2 separate regions of the Mus musculus genome follow, and region 1 is linked to region 2. Evidence: chromatin contacts called from public promoter capture Hi-C data. All regions are on one chromosome and are shown on one strand. Each heading gives the region's core, a stretch centred on a gene start, on an enhancer-like site or on the middle of the called end of the contact. The rest is flanking DNA. Distances are from core to core; before and after follow the strand shown. Region 1 holds the start of Herc1 (HECT and RLD domain containing E3 ubiquitin protein ligase family member 1). Region 2 holds the start of Aagab (alpha- and gamma-adaptin binding protein).

Region 1 (6,298 bases), core at 1,668-4,167, 2.7 Mb after region 2:
TACTCTTGGGTAAGGAGTAAGTCCATTTACTCACAGGCAGAAAAGGGGAAGGCAGGTTGCGATTTCCTGTGACAGCAGGACTCTTATCTGTAGACTCCTGAGTTGGCAAGTTTCTGTTTTCAGAGTCATGGTTCAATACATTCTCTGAATCCTTTTAGCCTTTCCCTTTTCCTCCATATTTTTACTCTTCTGATTTCGCTTCCAACTTAGCTATAGCTTTCGTTTTAGAGCTAAGCATAGCTTATAGGCAGATGCGAGATGAAAATGACACATTTTTCTGACTTTCCAGTCCCTGACTGTGGTGCACGAGTACAGAACGTGCCTTGGGAGGCCAATGGTGGCATATGCAAGCAGGGAGAGTTGCCTCTCTGTTGTGGCCATGGTGCACAGCTCAGAGAGCTATCAGGACAAGGATCCATTATGATAGTGAGCCCTTGGCCTTGAGAACACATTTCCATTTTTCTAGGGGAGATCTGAGGTGGTAGAGGTGGGAGGCTGATGTTGATGAGGCTTTAAAAAAGTGCTGATTTGAGTACTTGAGTTTGGAAAAAGTGGTATGGCCAAAGTCATGGTGGAAAGTAGAGTTTCCTTGCTGACATTGATTTGTAATTGTATGTGGGGTGGAGAAATTGCTCAGCTGTTAAAGTACTGACAGTTCTTTTAGAGGACCCAGGTTTGATTCCCAGCACCTACGTTGTGGCCCATACAGTGGTGGGTAATGTCAGTTCCCAGGGGTCTAGTCCCATCTTTTGGCTGTTGTGGACACTGCATGCAGGTGGCACACAGGCATGTATACAGGCAAAACACTTTACACAAAAGATAAAAATAATAAGTGAAAATTTAAAAAGTAGTTGAGTGCTGTTGGACTCAATTATATTTAGTTCTTTGCATATATCTCCTAGGGAGGAAGCTAAATAGAGGGCAAGAGAGGAAATGTCTTTTTTTTAAAAAAAGATTTATTATTTTTAAATGATATCTATGTGTATATGTGCATATCTGTATGGGGGTATGCACATGTGAATGTAGCTGCTTGCTAAGGCCAGAGGTGTCAGATCTCTCTGGAGCTGGAGTTCCAGGCAGTTGGGAGCCTCCTGATATAGGTGCTGGGAACAGAACTCAGGTCTGCAAGGCAGTGAGTGGGAGAGGGAGAGAGTGGGAGAATGGGAGAGGAGAGAGAGAGAGGGAAAAGAGGGAGAGAGAGAGAGGAGAGAGAGAGGGAGGGAGGGAGAGAGAGAGAGAGCACGCAAAATGTCTGGATTCTATAGGGAGAAGCCTCTGGGGGAAGGGCAACCCAGCCCCTGGGCTGCAAAGCTCACATTTGGGGGCAGGGTATGACAGGTCGGAACTGAGGGATGCAGGGAGAATCAGGAGGCCAGGTCTGCTTTGATATGAAAAATATGCACCTCAGTCCCTTCTCCCCAGGACCAAAACCAAACACCTGAGACCATAAAAAGCACTAGCAACAATGTCATCACTCCATGCTAATCTGCCTCTCATACCTAGACTAGAACACACATCTTATACATAGAAGTTTATATGCACCATTAGAAGTTCTATTTAGTGATTATCTCATTATCTATACTCCTCTAAGGAGGAACCCTGTCATAATAACTAATATTCTAAATGAACAGATTAGGAACTGAGGTCCAGGGAAGCCAAGCAAGCCATTCCAAGTCACACACAAAGCTGAGAGTAGCTTTTGTCTTAGGCTAAATTTGTATGATACACATTTCCAATTGAACCAAAGGGGAGGAACTCAGTATGTGGACCAAACTGGCCTCAAGCTCACAGAGATTGCCACCCCACCCAGCTGCTTATACCATGTATGTTTATGTCTTTAGCACAAGAATTTTTTAAAAAGATTTTATTTATAACGTCCCCCCTTCCCCAAAAGCCTTTAGTCCCAGCACTCTGGAGCAGAATCAGGAAAAAGCCTGGTCTTCAGAGAGTTCCAGGACAGCCAGGGCGATGCAGAGAAACCCTGTCTTGAAAACAAAAACAAATTCATGTGTATGTGTGGGTATGTTAACGCGAGTGCAGGTTCTTGTAGCGTTCAGAAGTGAGTGTTGAAGTTACAAGTGGTTTTGGACATCCTGAAGTGAAGTGAAGCCAAGTCACTCTGTAAGAGATAGCCCTCTTAACCGCTCTCTCTCCAGAAAAACCTTTTGCTGAAGGTGGCTACAGTGGTGAGATTGGGAGTCCTTAAGTACAGAGGCATTCAACAATATCAATTCAACATTTGAGCGCCTACATCTATGCTAGACGTTGGGCTAGATGACCAAGTTAGTGTTCTTCCTCAGAGTGCATCACTGTATAGGTCAGGGTCAAGACCTGTACTAAAGGTCAATCCTCCCGTGTTCCTCAGACAGGGCAGAAGTTGGTCAACTTAAACACTTGCTTGGGCGTAAACTTAACCAGCCACAAGGTTAAGGGCAGACTGTGATGGGAGATAAAGGGAGTAGAGCGCCCGGCAAGCAGCCGAGATAAAGGGGTGTGGCCGGCCGCAGCTTTTTCTCTCGGTCCTCGGCAGCCCCGAGGCCTCGGCAGCATTCGGACCCCGATCCTCTTGCAGACTGTCCCGTACTCATCCTGAACACATCCACGCTCGCCTGATCCTTCAGCGCCCTTTGTGAAATGCCCCCAATTGATAGTTCCCTACGGGCACACGTGACTCCGCGAGGACCCAGCGGTTAAGAGACATGGGGCGGTAGAGTGTCCCCAGTACCCTCACAGGAAGGGTCTCCCGGCCGGCGATGTACTCATCGCTTTCCCATCACTGCCTAAGCCGGCATCTTCTCTCCCTTTTCCTCTCAGGTTGCCTCCCACCTCCCGCGCGAGGCCCGGAGGAGGCAGGACCAGCGCTTCTGATCTCGCGAGAGTTCCCTCATAAGTCCCGCGAGACTCGCCTGCCGCTGCCGCTGCCGCCGTCGCTGCCGCCGCTGCCGCCGCCGCCTCTTACGTCTTTCCCTTTGACAAGTCGCCGCCGCTGCAGCAAAAATATAAAGGACGCGGCTAGCGCGGCCGCTGGCCAGCCGGGTGCCGGGTGCTGGAGCCGCACCCCATCGCCGCCAGCTCCCGACCCACGTACGGTAGGTAACACGTTCTCTTTCGCCATCGTGACCTCCCGAGTGTGTGATCGGCTGGCCCGGCCGAGCCGCTCGGGGCCGTTCCGGGGCCGCCCGCCGAGCGGGACTGCTGGCTCCGGGTGGACGGCGGGCGGAGGCCCGAGGAACCCCTGGCCCCCTGGAAGCCTGTTGGAAGCCGAGCCACCTGCCGGAGGGAGGGACCCGCCCCTGAATAAGCTTGCAGTCTGCGCCCCTCAGCGCCTCAGGGGTCGCGTCTGTGACCTTCTCCCCTTTATCCGCTATCGAGCGCGTCTCTCTTAGCTGGGACTGGGACTGGGGAGCGGCTCTCCCATCTCTTCCTCTTGAGGAGAGTCGCGACTCCGGTGCTCCCTGTCGCCGGCCGACTTCGGAGGGGTGGAGGTTGAGACCGTGCGTCTTTCTCCTCGTCTGCGCTTTTGGGTGGGGGCTGCTCATCCTTTCGGTAAACCTTTCTCTGAATCTCTCTTCGGATAAAATAACAATTTCTAAAGCCCTTGCTACCTGGAGCGGAGACGAGGCGACAGTTGTGTAGTCTCCAGGGTGAGAGGTGGATGGTGGTGATGACAGGAGCTAACCCTGGGAACAGTGATGGGTGGCAGGTTCCCAGGAGACACGAGGACAGAAGCTTGGTACCTACCTCTCCCAGGAGGTTATGTAAAGACGCGATGTATGTATGTATGTATGTATGTATGTACTATGCATGCATGTGTATGGTAGCTGTGAAGCACAGGGACAAAAATCTCCATTTGCGTTAGTTTTAAAAATGTGTGTAATACCTTGAAGGTGTATAGGTAATCAAGAGTGATAAATTCCAACGAATTAATAACCCATCTCCAGAGATAGCATTTCACTGTTAATATTTTGATATATTTCTAACAGACTCTTTTGTTTTTTAAGAGTACCTAGCTTGTCCTTGAATGGTACTTCCTTATTTTATGTATGTTCCCAAAATGATTTGTTTTATTTGAACCATTCCTTTGGCCCACTTGATTAAGCCGGGTTACTTGTTCATTATCATTGGCTGTTCCCAGCCGTCACCATATTTCATTGTGTCTTCTTTCAAAATGATTGTTGCTCAAATAGCTTTAAAAGTCAAACCTTAACATTGTTCTTTTTGGATATAATATCTGAGTTATTTTTATAGTTTTTCTTTTTTTGTGTGATGAGTCCTCTAAATCGGGCCGGTGTTTATATAAAGAAAAGAAAAATTAATTGCGATGAGGAGAAAGTAAGCTTCAAAGTTTTTAAAAAATTGATGGTGATGTGCCTTTGATTATATGTTTACATACCTGTGTGTTTATACAAGCAAAAGTGAATGTCCCGAGTGCTCGTATTATGCATAAATGCACGTGTCAATGCATGCTTGTCCTCTGCACTTGTAAATCTGTATATTTTAGAAATAGGTTAAAATATTTTGTCATGTAGTTTGAGAAAAAAAAACAGCATAATGTAGGACAAAGAACAGTCAATTATATTTTTCCCAAATCACATGACCGGATTGTATGGCAGGTTGGAAGCCTGGCATCTTTCAAAAGGAGGATAGATTATCAGTTGTCATTGAAATGGATGGCCTTTTAAGGCCTCTTGGAATCAGCAACTTGTATGAATTTTGCTTTCCCTAAGGTTCTTATCACTTTGCTTCTTAAATTTCTGGTCTTGCCAGTTCCTTTCAACATGGATGCATTGATTTGCTGGTTATGTATTTTCTCTGTGCAGTCGTGCTGGTGGTATATGGAGGAGAAGCAAATGCATCACATAGTCGTCTCATTAATGTAAACATGTGAAAATATTTTATTTAAATGGATAACGCATTGAAATGGATAACACGTTAGAGGAGGACGTGCTGTTTTTGGTGTTGGATTGGTTAGTAGAAGACGCATGTAATACATGGTGAAAAGTCTTGGTGTTGTGAGCAAAATGCCTGGGTTCAGTGGGCAGCTGATTTTAAAGTGGACTCTTAGACTGTAAGTGATAATGTTGATGCTGTATTTGTGATAAGGGAAAATTGTGTTAGGTAAAAAGCACACTTGTGAAACCAAACTCGAGCTTTAGGTGGAGGCAGAATGATCAAGATTTTCAGGCGTCTTGGCTATGTGAGAGAGATCAAAGCACGTGAACAAGCCCTTGAAATTTTGTAGGTAATCAACCATAAAAACAACAAACAATTATTTTTCATCATATATAAAACTTTGTCTTAGTATACCCACAAAACAGGTTGCTAGGGATACCTTCTAAATATTATCAAGATCTTGAACAGAGAATATTGGCTGAGTCATTTAAAAAGGAGATTGTAAAGTCAGCAAAGCCACTTCAGCTAGTATTTTTTTCTTTTAAACTAAAAGGAGCACAAAATAGGTACCTAATAGGTACTTTCTGATGACTTTATTTTTTTCTACTGGCCCTTAAAAATTAATGGGAATATTAAATTCCAGAGGAGATCTACCAGCAAATAAATGTGATGCTGAATCAGATGATGGCTAGGTTTATTTTTATTTTTTCTTTTTGATACAGGAGCTTGTGCATCTTAGGCTGATTTTGACTCTAGTTGAGACTGGCCATGAGCTCCTGATCCTCCTGCTACTCCAAGTACTGAGAATACTGAGGATACAGGCATGTGATACCATACTGGCTTGTTTTGTTTGTTTGGTTTTTTTGAGATGGGGGTCTTACTTTGTAGATCAGGCTGGTCTTGAACTCATAGAGATCTGACTGTCTCTGGGTCAGAGTCATTAATCCTGACCAATTTCTAGGTTTCTCGTAACTTTCTGAATATTGTTTGTTTATTTTTATTTTTTGTAAAAATACTCTCATTTTTGGCTCATTTGATTTTTTTCTTCATGATTAGATTTGAAGTTTTGTGTGTTTTGATTATAACACTCTGTATCAATGCATTTTACTAGGGGGCCCATGTTATTGATGTGCCTGGTTACTAATGATATTTTAACCTTGATCATTTGTTCTGGTGGCTTCTATTGGGATAGTCTAGGAGAGGGTACTCTTTGTCCCTTTGTATTCTCTTTGATATATTTATATCTTGTAGGAGGTTCTTCAAAACTATAGACTGTTTTGCTCAAACTTTCTCCCCTTGTTTGTATTGTAAAATATACGGTTATGGTATTTGTAGTTCCCTTATTCTGATATGTATGAATTGGACTTCATCTGTCAAAGGACATTTGTTAATTTAGTTATTTATA
Region 2 (6,628 bases), core at 3,538-6,037:
GACTGAGGCCTAATGCTCCCCTAACATGCTTGTTAGGACTCCACAACATAGCCCAGAGCTTCCTGGAGAGCCTGGCTCTCCCATATACTGGCTCTATGATGACTCCCATTACGCTATCTCACTAATCTGACCAGTTGAGGAAAGAGTCAGCTAAAAGTGTAAAAACCAACCAACCAAACAAACAAACATCCCAATTATAAGCCTGAAAGCGAAAGAAGTTGTAGTTGCAGAATATTGCCAAAAAGAACTCCATGAAGCTGCCGTTCTCTGGTTCCCGCTCTGACAATGGAACCAAATACTGACAACTGCTTCTAGGAAAAAACTAACAGTTGGCTTTCCTGGCAAGTTACCCAGATAGTTTGAGTACAGCAGTATATAATACCCAGGTACTACTTGAGTCTAACTTTGCACCTAAGTATTTCAGATCTACTCTCTCAAAGTACCAACTGCCTTACTTTGCTCTCTGCTACTGTGGAGAACACCATGACCAAAAGCAACTTGTGGAGGAAAGGGCCTGCTTCATCTTACTGCTCACAGTCCATCAAGGAGGGAAGCCAGGCAGGAGCACAAGGTAGGAAGTCCAGCTGGGCTGCAACTTGGAACAGAAGCCATGGAGGAACTGTTTACTGTCCTGTTCTCTCTGGATTATGCTCTGCCTGCTTCCTTACACAACCCAGGGCCATCTGCCCAGGGGTGCAACCACACACAGTGGGCTAGGCTCTCCTGCATCAGTCAGCAATCCCAAAACACCTTAGACCTGCCTACAGGCCAATCTGATGGGGGCTGTCCCATAGGTCAGACTCCATAGATAACTCTGGACTCTGCCAAGTTGACAGCTGCCTAGAATTCCATCTGAGGATCGGCTCCACTCATAGAAAGGGGTCTCTATGTATGTGAAATGTTAGTCTAGCTCTAAGCACTTGTTTTTAATTTTTGAGAATTTGATTATCATGGAATTCTTCCGTAAAAATCAAACCATACAATTTTACAAATGAATGTCCAGTTTCTAACAGATCACTATCTCTTCATGCACTTTACATGTGCATACCAAAGAGAGTCACAGCTTGCTGATAAAGGATGCTAGTCAGAGCCTGCTGATGAAGGATGCCTAGGCCTCTGCGCAGAGTAAAGGAAAGCCGCCGTCATCCCTCCCTGTCCTCCCACCCTGCCCTGTCACACCATGGAGCATGAGCTCCTTTGGCTTCCTGTATTAAATGGTACCATAAGCTCTGTGGTGTGAAATTGGCCTGTACTTTCCTTTAAGTCCAATGCTGATCCAGCAAAGGGGATGTTTCTTTAGCCCGTTGATGCTTGTGGCCCCTGACTGTATCAGCTTAGCCACGTTACCTGACCCAGTGTCAGGGAGTCTACGCCGATGCAGTGGAAGTTAAGGTTTCGAAAGTCACATGTGACCTCATGTTCTCCAGAGGAGGCAGTAAACACAGTGCAGAAGGTTGGCTGAAGCAAACTCCACCTGTGCAACTTTAAGGAAGCTATTCATGCTGGGGTGAGACTCGGGTGATTCAGTGTTTGGGGGTTACCTACTCTCATGGAGGCAATCACAATAAAACTCACTTTTACCAAGTGAGATTTGGATAGAATCATTATTTTGGTGCCTTATCTGGGGAAAGCAAACACGTTCGCGTCTGCCCACAAAAAAGTTCATGTAACCCCCTCCTAAACAAGCAGGACACCGGCTAATGTAGAGATGACTGTGTTATGCCTTTCCATTCCAGTTATCCAATCCAATGTCAGAAGTTGTCTTTCACTGCTGGGTATTTGAGCTTAGCCACTACATCTAGATTGCACTCCGAAGACTTTTAACTGTTAACAGCTACTGTTCTATACTATTCCAGACCTGAAGGAAAGAATTACTTTAAGGGAAGGTGTAAAACTGAACCCCACAGTTCTTTCTCTTCCTCTTCTTCTTCTAGACTGATTTATTTATTATATGTATGCACACTGTAGCTGTCTTCAGACATCCCAGAAGAGGGCTTCAGATCTCATTACAGATGGTTGTGAGCCACCATGTGGTTGCTGGGATTTGAACTTAAAACCTTTGGAAGAACAGTCAGTGTTCTTAACCACTGAGCCATCTCCCCAGCCCCCTCCTTCTCTCTTTTTAAGCTATGCTTCAGGCTTGCTGGAACAGGAAACTACTGCCCCTGTAGTCAGGTCACTGTGAGAAGAACTGGCTGATCCCAGGACTGGGGACAAGTCTCCACTAGTGTTCTGGTTGTTTTGTGTCAATGAAAAGGGGGCTCTGTATAGAGAAAAACATAACTGTACTCAAAGAGAGGTCTGGCCCTCTGCTACTCAGAGATGAGCTCTAAACCTCTGGAATGTCCTGCCTGACATAAGTATCTGGATGCTTTAGTCACAAGGCAGTCTAACAACAAACACAGTTTATTTACAGTGGGGTTTTGAGCTGCCCTGTGTCTGTTGTGACGTGTGGAGGAACGGGAGTCTTCACAGAGTCAGCCTCGAGGGCCATGTGAGTTTGAGCAACATCCCAGCTCTGACTGGAGAAAGCTCAGGGAAGTTCTTCTAGTTGTCCAGCTTCTATACGATGTCACACGATGTCACACGTTGTGCCTGGAAGGAGGTGATACCTGACACCTCTTCTGGGATGGCCCCTGGACTCTGCTATGCATCTCTCTCCTTGGCTAACTTTAATCCTAATCACCAGGGTAGCTCATCTCTGACTTCCATGAGCCTTTCTCACAAATAAAATGTGAGAGTGCCATGGGACTCATAGGCTCACAGCCAGCCTAACTGACGTGAGGGTTGTTCGAGAGCTTCATACATGACCTTGCAGTTGGTGTCAGTGAGGACATGGGTGGGGACTGTCCTCGCTGGTGTTATATTTGGCTAAATTCACCACAGGGGAAATTGTTGAGTGTGATACAGGTAAGATTTAGGTCCAATTCATAACGGGGATGTCTATGAAGCTAGTGGGCTTAGGAACTCTGGAGTTTTGAAAAAGGTGTACTAGGATGTGTATTCTAAAGCGTTCAGGACGCTATCTCAAGCCTTTGTCAATTAAATATGAGTTAGAAATTATGGTGAACTGTGGGACCCCGACTTAGAGCGTTTCTCCCAGGAAGGTAAAGCCCCTGGACGGTCCCCAAGCTTGTTTTCCCTGATCTCTAAAAATATAGCTAGAAAGAAGCTCTTTGTTCTCTATAGCCAGCAAAAAGCCTTTTTGTTTCTATACTGTACAACCAGAGATGCCTGCCTTCCTGTGCCGAGGACACGGAGATAAAAATTCAGAAAGAACTCACTCCCCACACCTGCCTTGTAAATTTCACCAAGGACACCCAGAAGAGAAGAACTCTTCCCAGCTCTCCTCCCAACTCTTCCCAACACCTCTCCCAATTCCTCAGCTAGCTGTTAAAAGCCCCCTACTGTCACCACTCGGGTCGAACTCCCCTGCCCTGCACTGTGGAGGGACTTCGTCCTCAGCTAGCTGATAATAAAACCTCTTGCAGTTTGCATCAGGTGTGGTTTTCTCTCGAGATGTTGGGGTGTTGGCCAGCTCATCCCGGGACTTGAGCAGAGGCCCAGCATCGGGGGTCTTACAGAACTTCTTAAAGTGAGACCATCTTAAAGGGACCCATACCTAAACACGGAAAAAAACAAAACAAAACAAAGCAAAAAAAAAAAAAAAAAAACCAAACCAACCTAGCTGTTTCAGAAAAATTGTTCAACTGTCACAAACTGAATTACACTGGAGAAGTCAAGTCTTTGAGAGCTTTCTCCCTAGATTATAAATAAGATATTTCTCCAAGTTTTCATTTTTTATGTTGTTTTGTAATCCAGGTGATCTTAAAAATATGTTTGGTAACGCACACCTTTAATCCCAGCACTTGGGAGGTAAAGGCAGGCAGATTTCTGAGTTGGAGGCCAGCCTGGTCTACAGAGTGAGTTCCAGGACAGCCAGGGCTACACAGAGAAACTCTGTCTCGAAGAAAAAAAAATTTTAAAAAAAGCTTGGGTGTGTGTTCCCAAGCAAGCAGTGACTATTGTAGGTTAAGAAGCACGGGTCCCATAGCTCACGTTCTCTTCGAACTTCTCACCACCTCCTAATGATGAATCTGTTTCTCCTTCACATCCCCAAGCCATGGATGGACTTTAAACATTTCATAATTTATTTTTAAATGGTGCCTTGAGCACCCCAGCCTGCTAGTACAGATTGATAATCCCAGTTACTCAGGAGGCTGAGGCAGGAGGATCACAAGTTCCAGGCCTGCCTGGATTGTAGAGGGTGCTCCAAGACAGTCAATGACCATCTGGGCCCGAAGTATAAGGAAGACAGGTGATGCAGCCTAGCGGTAAAGCACTTGCTTGGCGCTAGCATGTCCTGTGTTCAACCCCCAGAGCATGATGCCCTAAAGTGTAGGCGTTTCCTGCTATAGGGCCGAGAGAATAAATGGTGGTGCTTGGGATCACAGGTTTCGGGGTTCGAGGGGAGGTCTGTGCGGCCGCCAGCCCGGCCTGTTTCCCACCTGGATTAGGATGGATCCAATGGGGTCGCTGTCCTCCTGGGCCTGCGCCATGACTAAGGAGGGCAGAAGACACTAGGCTCCGGAGGTATGGCCTCCTGCGGAGCGCTCCTAGATGGTGCGGGCACCCGTCACCATAGCAACGCGGCGCGCGCGACCGGCGCGCTCCACTGGAGGAGCGGGGAAGGGGGGTGTGAGGGCCAGCCGGAGCCTCGGCTGCCCAGCGCGCGGCCCCGCCCAGCGCGCGTGCCCGGATCATCTCCCCCGCGTGCCCGCTGCAGTGGTACGGCCCAAGGCGGAAGCAGCGCCGGCGCGGAACCCGCTCTGCCGCAGCGATGGCTGCCGGTGTACCCTGCGCGCTGGTTACCAGCTGCTCCGCCACCTTCACCGGGGACCGGCTGGTGCAACGTGAGTAACCCGACGTCTGAGCCGGGCTGCAAGGCCCAGTTCAGAGCCATGGGCGCAGGGCCGGCGACCTCTCCCGGGCTCTGCCCGAGCTGGGCCCTAGGCTCCGGCTCCTCCGCAGGTCTCGGCGCCAGGCGCTTAACCTTCTGCCTGTGTAAAGTGAGGCCGGTTTCTGACCTCCCGCCTCAGGGGTGGTGGCAAGCACCCCCTAAGATGATATTCAAGACCCCGGAAATTGTGCTCTTAGACGAATGTAAGGCGCTGGAGTTGCGGTGTTGTGTTTGGGGGTTATGCCCCTGCTGCTGGGGTAGTGGTTCCTCTTGTGAACTGAAGTGCTCAGCAAAAAAACAAAAAAACAAACAAACAAAAAATGCACGCGCGTTAGTGTTCTGCCAGGATGATGGACTGACCAGAACTCCTGTGATTGTGGAGAGCTGGAATTTTAATAACTGTAGCCAGATTCTCGTGGACTGTCTCTAGTCTCCTTCTTAGCCATTTGTTGCCCACTTCTGTGTCTGACCTAATATCCTCTGACTATCAGGTAAAGTCCTTTTGGGAATAAGCAAACAGACCCCCTAGCTTCCATCAACCCAAAGGCTAAGAATTTTATCAGTTGGTGTCTGAGGCCTACAGCAAGGGCTTCCACGATGTGCTGTAATCCACCAACCTGTTGTTCCCCTCAATGTATTTTTAGAACATCCTGATATGTAGCTTTGTTGTTCCTATAAGAACACCATGGAATTGTTATTGCCACGTTGGAACATTTGACTTGAGGCACCCCTGATTCCTGTTCCCTTTTCATGATCCCTCATATTTGGCTCCAGAATAAACGCTTACTCCCTTAGAGATGAGAGCTGTGGGCGTTCTTGATTCCCTCCCCTTGATTGTGTGTGTGTGTGTAATGTACATACATGCATACTTGTGTGTACATGATATTTGTTGGGTGCCCCCTCACTTGCAGTTACATTTCTTGAGTTCTTTCTGAGGTGAAAGTTCCCCGGAAAAAAATGAGTTTGAGGTGTTACTGCACCCAGTGCTTTTGCTTCTGGACCCTAAGGGCTATAAAATTCAGGGTTTTGTTTTTGTTTTTGTTTTGTTTTTTTTGCCTTTGTTGTGCATACGCGAATATACGTGTGTGTGTGTGTGTGTGTGTGTGTGTGTGTGTGTGTTTTCTGCTTTTTAGTCCCACTGCTCTGTGCATACTGAGCGTGGCACTCTACCTCAGAGATAAACCCCAGCCCCACCCCAAAATGAGCTCTGAAATGTAGGTCAGAGAGACTAGTGAGCTAGAGCTGAGGAGGCAGCTCACTGGCCAGGTCTATGGCTCTGACTGTGGGCAAGTCACTGAACCTCTGCCCTTCATCTTCCTATCTGTGGGCTGAGGATTATGTTTGGCCACAGGCCAGCACGTGGCAAGCATTGGATAAGTGGTTGGCCTTATTATAAAAGCGTATCACCTGTTTAACTCAGGCTTTGCTGAGCCTTAAAGGGGGCACATGAAGAGGTGTCCTGGGAGACCGTGGGTGCTGGCTTGCAAATGCGGCCGAGCCTGTAAAGCATCGTGCAGTTTGTAATTATTTTCTACACCTGTTGACAGAATTAGGCATGCTGTCGTTCCTGCACGGGTATTCTATAACTTGCTTATTCTGAACACTTAGACAGTTCCTTGCTAGGGCAGAAGCTTAGTTACAACATTCATAAATGAGAACCAAACTCTT

Evidence for each region. Promoter capture Hi-C pulls out the DNA fragments that hold promoters and counts their contacts.
Region 1: a promoter capture Hi-C map of pre-B cells shows a contact between it and region 2, with 2.8 times the contacts expected there. The contact joins the promoter of Herc1 here to the promoter of Aagab in region 2. A contact is called at or near these places in 2 of 39 promoter capture datasets (cranial neural crest and pre-B cells).

What each region holds. Positions count from the first base shown.
Region 1 is chr9:66,347,533-66,353,830 of GRCm38.p6, forward strand. It overlaps Herc1 (HECT and RLD domain containing E3 ubiquitin protein ligase family member 1), which reads left to right and starts at 2,918. Exons shown (of 78, transcript NM_145617.3): 1 at 2,918-3,089. It overlaps Gm30447, which reads right to left and starts at 6,122. Exons shown (of 2, transcript XM_006511600.4): 1 at 3,089-6,122; 2 at 2,793-2,986. The coding sequence starts at 3,539. The coding sequence ends at 2,811.
Region 2 is chr9:63,597,859-63,604,486 of GRCm38.p6, forward strand. It overlaps Aagab (alpha- and gamma-adaptin binding protein), which reads left to right and starts at 4,788. Exons shown (of 10, transcript NM_025857.3): 1 at 4,788-4,913. The coding sequence starts at 4,841. Iqch (IQ motif containing H) reads right to left here and starts at 4,635. Exons shown (of 22, transcript NM_001311098.1): 1 at 4,509-4,635. The coding sequence starts at 4,559.